Regions from separate parts of the Drosophila melanogaster genome. Here region 2 is linked to region 1. A link is a contact called in public HiChIP or PLAC-seq data. All regions are on one chromosome and are shown on one strand. Each heading gives the region's core, a stretch centred on a gene start, on an enhancer-like site or on the middle of the called end of the contact. The rest is flanking DNA. Distances are from core to core; before and after follow the strand shown. Region 1 holds the start of ApepP (Aminopeptidase P). Region 2 holds the start of lncRNA:CR45462 (long non-coding RNA:CR45462).

What was found. HiChIP or PLAC-seq counts read pairs in DNA pulled down with a chosen protein or histone mark.
Region 2: a POLR2A S2P HiChIP or PLAC-seq map of the Kc167 cell line shows a contact between it and region 1, with 2.9 times the contacts expected there. The contact joins the promoter of lncRNA:CR45462 here to the promoter of ApepP in region 1. A contact is called at or near these places in 8 of 107 Hi-C or Micro-C datasets (the Clone 8 cell line, the Kc167 cell line, the S2 cell line and 3 more) and 1 of 6 datasets of contacts at active chromatin or transcription factors (the Kc167 cell line).

The regions. Positions count from the first base shown.
Region 1 is chr2L:16,904,476-16,912,087 of dm6, forward strand. ApepP (Aminopeptidase P) reads right to left here and starts at 5,943. Exons shown (of 2, transcript NM_058061.5): 1 at 5,834-5,943; 2 at 3,754-5,709. The coding sequence starts at 5,682. The coding sequence ends at 3,841. tweek (tweek,) reads left to right here. Exons shown (of 24, transcript NM_001299074.1): 13 at 1-135; 14 at 824-914; 15 at 1,016-1,119; 16 at 1,185-1,840; 17 at 1,906-2,038; 18 at 2,102-2,963; 19 at 3,033-3,648; 20 at 6,197-7,165; 21 at 7,229-7,612.
Region 2 is chr2L:17,016,790-17,023,335 of dm6, forward strand. lncRNA:CR45462 (long non-coding RNA:CR45462) reads right to left here and starts at 1,260. Exons shown (of 1, transcript NR_124319.1): 1 at 958-1,260.

The sequences.
Region 1 (7,612 bases), core at 4,693-7,192:
GCCGGCAGTGGAAGAATACGCTGTACAATCCAATTCTGTTTGAGCATCAGTACAAGAACAAGCTGTCGCGACCCATCAACGTGACCTTTTCGTTCCCGCAGAACGAGGAGGATGCGGAGAACGATGAGTGCGAAGGTGATGTTGAAATGGGCGCCTTTGCGGGCGTCGGCGAGAATCCGGAAGAGAGTGAGAATGCATTATTACTTGGGCAAACACAGCATCATCGAACTCACATTGGTATTTTTTTGATTAACGCTCTCCACCCGACGCCTGTGGCGGGTGGTTATTTCCTTTTAACATAGATTTATGTATAGTTATAGACTCTTTCTATATTTCCCCCTCCTGCTTGATGCACTTTTTGATCGTTTGTTAACCAAATTTATTGATTGTGTCAGAATGAGTGCAAGAGTGTGTTGCTTAGATCTGCTATCAACTACCTTCCGTTTCCTCCTGTATCTGTAAATACTTTTGCCACACAAATGTTATTCACCGCTTTGAGTGTTCACCATTTCATATTGTTTGATGCTTTTCGTTTGCATTTTACTACAGAACAATACAACTCTTCTATCCTTTCTGGCTATCTCTATATCTATGAAACTAAATTTAATCCTAAGTATGTTGTACACTAAACGATGAGTATGTAAAGCATATCTTTCAACTACTTCCTACCTACTTTCTATCTCTTATTCTCTTAAGCTTTTTTCTATTACATATTATATTTTGTTTCGTTAAGTGTACAACTTATCCAGAAGAGTGCTTTCTTGAAGAGTGCTTGTCCAATATACGAAACCCCTATTCCTCTATTAACTTTTTTTTCCCACAGGTGCTACTTATGGTCATGAGGGTGCCAACCATGGAACAGCTTCCCAGCGATCTACTTCCACTTCGCCAAATATACATCATCCTCGGCGCGGGTAAGTTGAAAATGTTTGCCTGCTTATTTTCATCAAATACATCTCGTTAATGTCGTTCTTGTGGTCTGTTCTTCTCTCCAAATAACATCCGTGTGCATCAGCTTAAATAAAGTCCACAGCAAAGCCTCGAACTATTCACATGGCAATTCGTCTCGTTCCAGCATTCAGATGCTGCCCATTATCTCGGGGCAGGTTCCGGAATTCGGTAAGTACATTTTATAATACTAATCATAAGGAACACTCAGTGATTTCATGATATGTTCTCATCAGAATACGGTGCATTGCAAGAGGGTTCATTGAGCTCTACAAACTCGGTAAACAAGTCCTGGCTGGGAACCGAGAACCACAAGGAGGATTTGTACTTCTGGATGGCTAAACAGCAGGACAACAAAAAGAAGCACTTCACTGAAAAGGAACACGCACGCCCAGCTCCTCCGAAAATGACTGAACATGCAGGACAAACACGCAGTGGCATAATGCAGGATTCCATTAAGCTGCTCGATGCCCATCTGATCTTTGAACCACTTCTCACCTGCTTGGGAGTGATGCCACAACAAATGATCAACAAGTTCTCCAACGCAGACATTTCTTCGCTGGAAAACTTTGGCACAAATCTCTCTTTGATCGGCACTTTTGATTCTATTCGGGTGGACATTGTGGTCAGCGAGGCGGGTGACAAAAAGAACTCTGCCCAAAAGCCAGCCAAACTGAACAAGAAATCAAACGGCGGCAGGGCCTCCATAATGATGGACACCCCCTTGTTCTTATGCGAGCGAGTGGGCGTGGAGTTGGAAGTCTTAAAAATGTCCGATGGGATGGTGGATCAGGCGCGACAGAATGTTATCTATATGTCGCGTCGCCAGCTAAAGAAGCACACCAGTACTGTGATCAATTTCAGTCTAAATGTGAGATTCATCTCGCAGCAGGTGGGTGGAGAATCTGTACTTTAAAATGCACATAAGCTACATAAAAATGTTTTTATGGATTTCAGGTAAATATGCCGCTGCTGAGGCTGCTACATCAGATCTGCAATATGTATCAAAACGTAAAGGATGCCCAGAACGAGTTTCACGATCAGCCTGAGCTAAGCAAAAAGAGCCAAACCAAAGACGAGTGCAGCTTGGGTAAGTTAACGATCACTGCATTCAAACTGTATTTTTAAACCTATTAATCATTCTAATTTTCAGCTTCTGAGCCCACAGACATCGTGCCATTTAATTCGATGTCCGAGCGCTATAACCATGCTGAAAACTATTCAGATGAACGCTATGACAAATTCAACGAAACGATGCCCACAATGTTGGCAAGACCGCGTCCCGGAGGCTTGGCTCCAATTATTCAACTGACACCTTCTCCAAATGCCAAGAACAGACCCCAGAGCTTCGCCCAAAAACTTAGATCCACTGGGAAATCCGTGAAGGGCAAGTTGGGCTACACGAATTTGAATGAGTCCAGTTCATCGCCACTAAGGGATAGTCCAACAATGTCGCTCCACGAACATAATATCCTCAAAATGTCCACGGAGTCGAAAGCTTCGTTGAATGGTGCTTGTGCCACCAGTGTCAGTGGGGATTACCAGAACACGCTGACCAAAGCTGGAATGCCAACGATGGCGCCGATGTTAGAGACACCCAACTGCTGGAAGACCATCTACCACCTGTTAGAGTTGTATGGTACAATGCCGGAGACCAAGACTGTGGTCCAAAGGAGCTCGTTGAACGAACACAAAAGCAAGTCTGCGGGCTTTGCGCACGACGATGATGACTTGGCCAGTGCACCAACACCTCTGCCCCAACATAGGGAGATGTTGCTGGTAGATGCTTCATCTCAGGAACGAACCCGCCTGATAGTTTTCGGTGTGGCCAAGATTCACAAGACTCGCCTGCTGGCCACGCTTTCTGGCCTCAAGTTGGAATCGGAGATCACCACTCTTAATAGCACAGCCACTTGGAGGAAAAAGGCTCGTCCTGTCTCCTTGGAATGCTCCCTTACTGGTCAAGTGGGACGAGCCATGATTGTGCTGCTCGAAGGAGTGGCTCCCAGTCAACAGTAAGCACTACTTTGCCTGATTTTCTGATTGTGTGATTGGTATTCAAACTCGTTTGTATTTCATTTCAGAACCGTAGTAAAGGTAACCGTGGGTAAGAGCCAGACTCTCTATTCAAGCCTTTCCAAGCGTGGAAAGGATAAGAACAGTGGCCTGCTGTCGATTGGTGCTGTTAACATAGACATTCCGCAACATCCGGTGGCCCTACATGGAATGATGACTCGAAGCTCTAAGCAGTTGTCGTCCACTCTACAGGAGCTGCGTGTAAAGCGTAACTCTGGTCGGTCCACGATGCGTTCGCATACCGCCGAGGAGCCTGAGTCTCCGTTCCATGCCCGCAACTCAGTTGGAGCCAGCAGTGGAACTGGAGTGGCCAGCGAAATGCGGGAGCGCACTGTTTCCGGCGGAGCTGGTGCCCAGCAGCAGCCGCAACAGGCGGCTCGCCGGGCAGCACACATGGCGCAATCCAAGACAGGCACAGCACAGCACCAGAATGGATTGCTTCAGCCCCTGGTCATGCAGTTCAATGTGCTCTTGCAGAGTCTGTCCATCAATGCTGCGCTACTTCCTTCGCTGCAGGCCCAGTATCGCATGAATCATGTTAGTTCCATGGGAGTAACTGGGCAGAGGGCAAAGTTTGTTATCGACCTACCCACGCACACGCTCAGCTTTAATACCAAAATTCAGGTGAGCTTTACACATTTATAAACTTTTTTTTTTTACATAATATTTGTTCAGCGTACAAATTTAAGATAAGCCCTTTTAAAAGGTATATAAAAGCATTTTTTTTTTAATATTTTAGTCTTGAGAAAAGAGTAAGTGTATGCATGGGAAAGAATATTAGTTAAAGATGACCGAAATAACGGGTTAAAAATGCAATTAAATGGGCTGAACTTCCTTTTTGAGCCAGGACAGAGTAAATTCGTCTCCTTCGCGAGATAGGATTGGGGAAAGAGTGTCCCAGACTTGTTGATGATAGCTGTTGAGCAGCTTTACTTCCGCATCCGATAGAAGTTCCTTTTTAATCATTTTCGTTTGCTTCGGGCACATGGTGATGGTTTTGAATGTGAGGGCGCCTCGGTTGGAGAAATTGTGTGCCACCTGGCCTGGCACAATTTGAACAATATCCTCGACACGGATGCCAAACTCTCCGTCCTGGTAGAAACCAGGCTCATTGGAAATAAACATGTTCGCCTGGAGACCAGGATCGTCGGGCATCAGTCGAATTCCTACGCCCATGGGACCTTCGTGGACATTTAGGAAGTGACCTACTCCATGGCCGGTTCCGTGTCCGTAGTCCAAACCGACGTCCCACAGGGCCTTCCTCGCTAGAGTGTCAAGAACCTGTCCCTTAACCTTAGCTGGGAATACGGTGGAGCCGAAGCTCAGTTGGCCCTTTAAAACGCGAGTGTAGGCTTCCTTCTGAAACTCAGTGGGTTCACCGAAGTGAAGGGTCCTCGTCACATCCGTAGTACCATCCAAGTATTGAGCTCCGGAATCACACAGATAAATCTCTTTGTCATTTATCTTCCTGTTGGTTTCCTTCTTTGGGTGATAGTGAATAACAGAGCCGTTGGGTCCCGAAGCACTAATTGTGGTGAAGCTAAGGCCCATGTACTTATCCTTTGTCGACCGGAAGGACTCGAGTTTATCGGCACCAGACATTTCATCGACTTCCGCACCCTTATTCACTTGATCCTCAAGCCAGGCGAAATACTGACACAAAGCGACTCCATCGCGAATGTGGCTGTTGATGAAGCCTGCGATCTCGACATCGTTCTTAATGGCCTTCAGCACACAAATCGGCGTTACCTCCTGAATTCTACGTGACTTGGGTATCAAAGCAGTTAGATAGTAGCTGCTGGTGGGTGCTATCCAGATCTTTGACTCCCTGGTCGACACAATCTTACTGATTTCAATGCCAATTGAGGCGTAAGGCAAAACGCTTATCTGCACATTGTTCTCCTTTTGATGCTGCACAAAATCAGTGGGCAATTTGCCAGAGTCCACAAAGAGCAGTAGTTCATCGTTGGTCACAATCAAGTAGGAGAAGAAGACGGGGTTGAAGTCAATGTCCGAGCCGCGTAGGTTCAAGAACCAAGCGATTTCATCGAGAGCACTGACCACCAGGGCATCAGCATTCTTCTCCTTCAACTGCTGGCGCACCACGTCCCATTTTTTGGCGATAGTTACGCCAGAATGTTCTAGTTTCAGGGTTATAATCTTGTTTGAGGTTTGCGGTGGCTGATCCTCACCCCAGACCTCGTCGATGAGGTTGCCTTCGATGGGCACCAGCTGGCATTCCGCGGAGCTTAGTTCCGTTTCGATGGGTTTCCATACGCGGAACGACAACAGGCGAGGATCCACGCCCACAAAGCTGCCCTTGGGCAGATTCTTCGCCAGCCAGGCGCCAATCGACGGGGTGGCGCTCAGACCATCCCGCATTAGAACCCAATTGGAGTCCAGCTGCTTCTCCGCCTGCTGATAGTAACGACCGTCGGTCCACAGCAGTGCGGTCTCCGTCGTTATCACCGCCGTGCCAGCGGATCCATCGAAACCACTCACAAAGGAGCGTCGCTCGTCATGCTGGCACTGGTACTCCGACTGATGGGCGTCGTCCGAGGGCACAATGTATGCCGATATGCCGCAGGAGTCGCCCACCTGGGCGCGGAGCATTAGCTCCCTCAACCTGGTCAGAATTTGGGTGGTGCTCCTCTTCATTGTGGTTCCTCAATGGCAGCAAAATAACTGAGCGAAAAAAAAAACACAGAATTTGTAGTCCAGTTGGGGCGATAAGATAATCAACCGTAATCGAGTTTCTTGTATCCCATAAATACATAAATAATCGGGCGAATATAAGTGTCACACTTACAAAGGCTGTCAAACTATTGTTTAAACTACAGGGTGCAAATATTTTATAATCTTTTTGCACTGACACATTCAATTTTGCAATTAATAGCACGTCAAAAATGCTGAACTATATTATTTCATATCGCCTCCAAGCTTTCAGTATTTTTTAGCTTTTGCCTAAAAGGGTAACACTAAAAGTGTAGCGGGAACAATTTAAATATTTCATTAAGAAACTTATCCCATATTAATGTTTTTAATGTATAATTAAAAGGAGTATAACTCTTATAAAGAAGCTCAGCAACAGTATTTGAAAAGAATTCAACTAAGATCTTAAAAAATGTTGTAGATGTAATTAAATGTGTTTTTTCTTTGTAATTCCTTTTAGAATGAGATGAACCTTCCATCGGAAGCTTGTATTGGCCTGCCACCTGTTCACGTTCTGGCGGAATACATTCCAGACCACCGCCAGGATCACACGGAAAATGTCGAGGGCATTGTCCTGCGCCAAGGTGGCTACGTGAACGCCAGCGCCGAGATCGGCGAGTTCGAGCGCTGCCTGACCACAGATCTCCTAAACCATCTGGTCTTTGTGCAGAAGGTGTTTATGCGCGAAATCAACGAGGTTCTGCAGAAAGTTTACGGAGGAGAGAAACCTGTGCCCCTGTGGACGGAAGAGAGTGGCGATAGTTCCGGAGCAGTACAGGAGTCCTCGCTTAAGCGCATCCTCTTCTCAATCAACATTTCCATGAAACGCATCCAATTGACGGCTACTACACCCTGCTCCTCGGCTGTTCGATTCGAGACCGGAATCCTGGAGCTGCAGCTGTCTAACCGTGTGAAGAACCTAGGCGATATGAGCAATCGTAAGCTCTTCTTTAAGGCTCACATAGATTTCAACTTGTCCCTGGGTCAGATTATACGCAATGTGATTTTCGACGAGGCCGAGCCGGAGTTCCAGCAGTACGCCTTTTTCCACACTACCATTAACCTGAGGAATGCTTTCCAAGACGAACTGCTCAACGAAGACAAGGAGTTGATTCTGCTGACCCTGAAGAGACCACTGGTCTACGTTCAGCCAATTGCCGTGGACAAGGCGATCCTCGTGTGGCTTAACTATAAGAATGCTTACGAGTACTGGGCGGAGAAGCGTGCGAATCTCTGCCACGAGCACGCTCAGCACAGTCTCCTTAGTCAGTATTCGGGACAGCATCAGAACCAAAATATGCAGAATCCACAAGTGTTCGATCGCGTGGCTTTTGGCCAGATTGCAGGCTCAAATTTGTCTACGCTCTTCCTGCAACTCACCGTGGAGGACATGGGCATTTGCTTGCCCCTGAAACAGGTCAACACTACGGTATGTATCCAATTAAATCTGTAATATAAAGATTATTTGAACCACATAAATTTTCTTTTGCAGACCTTTGGCTCCCGTTCATACCAAGACTTTGATGCCAAGGGCGCGGTTGTAATCACGCTGGAGAACACGATTATCTCAGCTTGCAACTCGGGAGCTTTAGTGTCTAAGGGAAAGTTCCAGGGTCTGTGCCTGCGATTTGCCGATGATTTTGAAACAAATCTAGATGACTGGAAGCCCAACAGCGCTGAGCCCATTATGAACGTTTGCGTTGTCTCCGAGGGAACCTTCGAGGTGTGTTCCCGCACTACAGCAGCTAAGAAGGGTGAGAACGCCAAGTGGCTGTTGAATGTCAAGTGGCAAATGGAGGGCGTGGATATTCACCTGGATGTGAATATTGGCAAGCAGCTGAGTTCTCTTGGCCACACTCTTACCATGCTCACGGGA
Region 2 (6,546 bases), core at 10-2,509, 110 kb after region 1:
AAGAATTATTTTAAAAGCATTAAAATTTCATTATTATTATTATTATTTCATCATAATTTTGAGTATTTATTTAGATAAATGTAATCCATTTTTGACATTGGTTCAAAATAAAGCAGCCGCAATTTAACAAAAATATTTTCCTATTGATGTGTACACATCTGATTTTGTTGTTTTGTAAGCCCGATAACTGGATTTTGTTTATTAATTTCTAAATGGCCGAAAATTGTAAAAAATGTTACATTTTTAAAAACATTTAAAAATGTAAATTTTTATCGCTGACGATTATGCCATTATGCATTCTCGGCTATTGGAAATGCGGAAAAATAAGTACATTTTCGCCACCAAATGTCGCCTTCTTGTTGGTAAGTGGAAATAAGTGGGCGGTTGGTGAATGTGAGGGGCGTGTGCCTGCATATTTTATGGCTCCATTGGAGATGGACGTGGACAGGGAGAGAAGTGGAACTGCAGCTGACCGCAGGACACGACTCCACTTACGAACGTCCGTCCGATTGGCTCTAAATTGTTGTTGTCTGAGCTTTGATTGTGGACCAGAGGATCCTCCTACCCTTTTGGCCATTTTCGAGCACACATACAGATATATACGCGTGGATGGAAACGTGTCTGTGTGTATTTAACGTGCCTTAAATCACATTTGGTCTGTAATCAAGCTAAACAAATATGGGCGCTTCGGCTGCAGAGGAGGTACGCTTGTGTCAGGCTTACGTTACGAATGGGTAAACTTGAATTTGTGCCACCCAACGGAAATACACACACACTATCGGTGTTTGCATGTGTGGGACAATGTGTGTGCTGGTGTGCGCGGCTAACTGGGTCAATTGTTTCAGCTGATTCGGGCTATAATATTGTTTGACGGCTAGGTATAACAACTGAGTTAAATTAAAAATGTTATGCTTCACTACAATTATTTGTCCCCAAATATTTTATTATAATACACTTATTTTGATTCCTTAGTGCCATTTTCTTCGCCATTTAATAGAATTCAGGCAGTTATATAGCTTTAGGTAATAGACTTTAAATCCCCGCAATTCAAATCATCAACTACATTGCACTTATGCAACGCACTGTCCATAAAACCAGGGCGAGCTGCAGTTAAAGCGCTTATGCTCATGCATCCATGGATACATTTTATGGCCATGGCCAAACGATGGGCACTGCGGACATTTTATTGTCACATCGTCATCATCATCATAGTCATCGTCCTTGTCGTCGTCGTGGGGGGTTGTTTGGTTGGATTTTGATTTTGATTTTTTATGCAAAATCAATATAAAACTGACAGTTCAGGCTAGGGATAGCGCACACAACGCAACAAAAAAAGGAAATGTTACGGAAATCTGATTGAAAAATTGCCATAAATCGACGTCAATTCAATTAACATAAATTGTGTGATTAATGATTGACAAATGCTAAGCAGACAGACGGAGGAAGGGCCCTGGTGCTTCGATGATTCCCGCAAGTAATTGCCGCATAATTCGATAACGATAACGATGAATGATGCCCACGCGTTTTACACACCACGCCCATCTCTAATAATTTTTTAATTCCTACGCCCCAAATGCTGGCGCCTAAAAAAGAGCCCAAAACGTCTGCAGATCATTAATCATGCATTGTACTTGCGAGTCCCTGACCATTCATCCACTCACTCCTCCTCCACTCAGCGAATCAGACAATTGAATACATTTCAATCATTAATGGACCGTCCAAGGTGGAATCGCCGATGCCCACCACCACCACCCACCTGACATCAATTGATTCGACTTTGCCAAGGGGTCAGAAAGTCCACAGACGAAAAGAAGCAGCTTTCCGCTCACGTCTAATTGATGGACAGTCGTTGAAGTTTCCCTAATGATGGCCAGGGAATTATGGGTTTATGATTGTTAAGATGGGAATGGTCAATGGAAAAGTACAGAATTGATGGGTCAAATATAAAGTATAATAATATTAGGTTACACTCACTAACTAAAGTTAGATGCATTCGTGGATATTGATAGAACGTACCTATTAAGCTCATACAAAATGGTCAAATTTATGTAGAGAAAGCTTTATCTTTTTTCTGTACGCTTACAAAAATACTTGCATTTTAAATACTTTGATATCACTTAATTTACCTTTTAATCGAATCTAAAGTGCAAAACTTAATACGAATCGCTATATTTTATAATGGAGGCGAACGCACGGTAGCCACAGAAATTATTTAGCCGCGATCCATTTCGGTGGTCGTTAATTTGCGAAACATTTTAGTAGCGCTCTAATCGATGTTCATTCATCGTCCGCGACATGAAAGTTACCCTTTGCCACCACCGCCAGCCAAAAACTATAACTACTCTATATTCGTTTTATTCCGGTCCAAAAACTTGCGCAAATTTATGCGAATTGCGAATTGCGTGTGGCAAATGCATCGCATTGACCAGACAGACAAATACGAGATATTTTCGCTGGCCTGTGCCCAAAATGTTTTTTGGCAACATAATTACAAAAGGGGCTTATTCGGTGGGGTTTCGGAATGAATAGAGTGGTAAGTGCCGTTGTAATTAGCTTTTGTAATAACTGCCCAAATTATTTACGTCCATTGAACAACGGCGGGGTATGGAAAACAATTTTGTTGCTAACAGAACTTCTATTTTTCCCGCAGGATATTCTAGGAATGCTATTTCGCTGACTGGATGTTTCATCCTTCTGTGTTTATTTTTTATTGATGATGAAATAATTCTAAATAAAAAAAAAAGTTTAAAGAATTTCCAATTTATTTTCTTATTACTCCTTTTGCTTCAATAATCTCTATTTGGATTAATTTTTAGGGTGCTCTACGACTCGAATATATCCTTTTCCTAGCATTTTCCCAACTTTTCTACTCTGCCTAATCATTTCACCCCTTTCAATCAGCATGAGTTTTGTTTTTCTTGCCCTTTTCCCGCTAATTTCCTTCGCTCTTTTGTCAAATTAAAAACACACAGTGGAGAGACAAGGAAAAGTTTAGCCCGTTGTGAAACTCTCTGTTTCTCGCTTTGTTTGTTTGTTGGTCGGGTTCATTTATCATGATTTTGTTTGGCGAACTTTGTCGCGTATGTTCGGCTCCTTGATGGGCGGGAAAGTGTCTCTGTTGCTGTTGTTTTTGATGTGAATGCCAGCAGCAAATGGCAGCTGTTGACGGCAGGAGCCCCCTTTCCCCAGACTTTCCTCAGACTTTCCTTGCCACCGCCTTTCAAAGTAGCGCACTTTCTAACTCTCCTGTGTCAGGCTTTTTCCTTTTGGCTCACTTTGTGTTTGTCTTTTTGTCGAAAAATTGCAAAGTGATTACTTTTGATTAGTTGCAAAAAGAAACGTAATTTGTTTATCGCCAACGCCGTTGCTGCCGCCTTGATAAATGTAATTTTGTCAAGCTCGCTGATTACAACAGAAAATTCTTGCTAAAACAATGGAAAACAACGGCTAACGAGCGCGTGTTTGATGTGAGTTTCTAATCTGAGTGGATGATTTTTTGCATTGATTTGTATAATAATATCCTTGATTGTAAAAAAAACATATCATATATATAATTTAAAACCATTAGGTATTTCCAAAGTAATTTGTAACTTTAATCAATTAAAAAAGAACACATTCTGTAGCAGAAACTGGCTTTCACAACATGTTGACTAATAGAATCGTATATAAAATGTGGTTAAAAAATTCTAAAAAAAGGATTGGGTACGTTCGAGAATCTAATGGAGTAAATGTTAAATGGAACAGGAACAGGGCAAACTTAATCTAGAAGCAACTGAGCTTACATTTTTAAGCAGCTGTCGCTGCTCGCATGCAAAATTATGACTTAAAGCGCAGCTGGGACTGGGATATAGTACACACAAATATATATTATATGGGGTGTGTGCCTCGACCCAAGGACCAACCCACTAACACACACACACACACACACACACACACGCACAGCTGCAGGAGCAGTAGCAGCAGCAGCAGCACAAAAGGATAACATAGAAGTAAGTTATTCATTGTGCACGCAAACATTACGGAAGTCATATGTTTAAGGCACTGGGGGAGGCCAAGAAAATTCGAGGAGCGGAAGAGACCTGGCTAAAAGGTTGCAAAAGGTGAAACCAGCAGGCAGTCTAAAGCCCGGCCCAGCCCAGCCACCCCATCCACACAGCCGTTTTGGCCAAGTTTTTACTGAGCCAAAGAAAGAAATATGAAATATGACTCCAAGTCGAATTGTGAAAACTTGCAGAAAGGTACGAATAAGCATATCAAGATCATAAATAAAACACAGTGCTAGGTAGAGCTGGGAAATTAAATTTTCGACTAGGCAGCTAACCAAAAAGAAGGCAAAAATAACATCCCTATGCGAGTGCACATTGCTAATATACGCAGCTCGCTGCCAACTTTGATTTGCAAATAAATTATTCCCTTCGCTTTGCTCTATGGGCCAAAATGAAAGTCCTGCCCGGGAAAGCTGAAGGCAGCCAAATGTAACCGAAGTACGAAACAATAACAGGTGAGGAACCACTGGTAAGTTTACAATAATGTTGCACGGACCTATATAGTCTTTGTTTTACCATTTTCAACAAGTATTAATAAAATTACTTTCGTTTTGCACATACTGGTTTTTCCTTTCAGAAATAACTTGCATTGCTACAAAAAGAAACTAAACCGAAAGTACTTCAAATAAATATTTTTCTGTTTATATAGAAAACAGTAAAAAGTAAAATGTTATATTATTAAATATATGCAAAAGATGTCGGTAAAATGAGGGGTATCTAAGATTCCGAAGCTTTAGTGCTTGAATGCTAACCGCTACCTCTTTTCCCTTTTGCCGAGAACCTTTGCCCATCATCCCTTCGCAGCATTCTAACCAGAAAGTTAACTTGAACTTAAAATAAAAGTTTGCTTCGCTTTTTTCGGTTGGCATTTTTTGGTTTCGTTTTTTTCGTGTGATTTTTTTTTCTTAGCGTCCCACAAAGTCAAATATCATAAAGTTCGCTACGCCTTTTTGCATATTTTATTTGCGCTTATTTTCAAAGCGAAGGAATAAACGGGGTGGTGGGGTGGTAAAAAGAAAAAGTTTTTTTCTGGCATTGCTGCTCGGATGCTTTGGATGCTGTTGATGTAGCCGTTAATAAAACAGGCTGTTCTACGCCGAGAGAAAAACTACATCAATTAAAACTAAATATGGGTTCTCTTCAAATTTAACAATTGGGTGGTCCTAAAAGCAACATGGAAAATTTAAATTTTTAAAAAGATTTTGTTGATGTTTTCTTTATACAAAAACGGTATGTGGTATTTTAAATATTTTGGTTAATTTAGTGCTGCATGCAAAAGATTTTACTAAAAAATCATACGCTTTCGCAGCACTAACCTTCCGTCATTCAAGGTTTTTCCGCTTTTCCCACCTTCCCACTGCGCCTCTCGCTTTTCCACCGTCCTTCTTTTTTGGCAACAATTAAATTATTCAACCGAAATTTGTTGAAGCTCCCGAAAAAGTCACGCGCACTTGACGGCAACAACAACAACAACAAAACCCAGCAAGCTGCAACAACAAGAACAGTTGGGAAAACTAAGTTTTCCTTTTCGCCGTCGTTCGTGTTGTAGTTGTAGTTGTTGTTTTTGTTGCTTTTGCCGCTTTGAGTTCCAGTGTCTTTTGTTTGCCGCTTTTTGGGTTCAGGTTTTATTTTCCAAATGAAATGAGTTTGAAGTGCATTTGACGGCGGTCGCCAAAGTTCGCCGAACGCCTTCTATTCGCCAGTGGGCGTGGTCGTGGGAAATTCGGTAATTTGTTGTTGTTATTCCTGTTGTATTAAGCATTCTAATGAAAAAGTTTTGAAGTTAAAGGCGCTTTTCCTCAAATAATATTTTAAAAGCCACAAAATAAACAGAAAATAAAAGTTCGAGCCTCAAAAACTAATTGTACAATTTGTGACATTTCCAATGAAATAACAATTATTTGAATACCCGAAGAAAATGCCAAATAGTTTATTTGTACTTGTTCCTATTAAACTCATTTTAGTCTAAAAAAATAAGTTTGCACATCACTTAAAGGGTTTATACAGCAGTACGAATGCATGAAGAACTTAAAGAATAAATATAGCTGGCGAAAATATGTGCTCTACATGCAAAAAGGTTTTATGCCAGTTATTTCTGTGTTATATCAAGCTATCCATTGATGATTTTTCTCACCTGAGCTCATACCTTCTCAATTCAACATTCAGTTCAGTCCCCTTGCTCCGTGTAACATCAAGCACATATCCTTCTTGAAAGGATCTGCTGCATGTGTCACTCGATTCCGAGCGACATTTCCCTTCGGCTCGACTGTCTGTACTGCACTTTAGCACCAATTTAAACGCAGAAAGAGAGCACAACTGTGGGGGACAAGGACGGGCAGCTACATGCATCTTCATCTTCGTGTAGTTTTCTAGTTTTCTAGTTTCCAGTTTCTAGTCCCAGCTTTTCCCGTTTCATTTCCTGGCCTAATGGCGCATGGCGTCCTAGGCCTTCCACTTCTCCCCGTCTGTGCCTGTGCCACCTCCGTGATGGCCAGCTTAT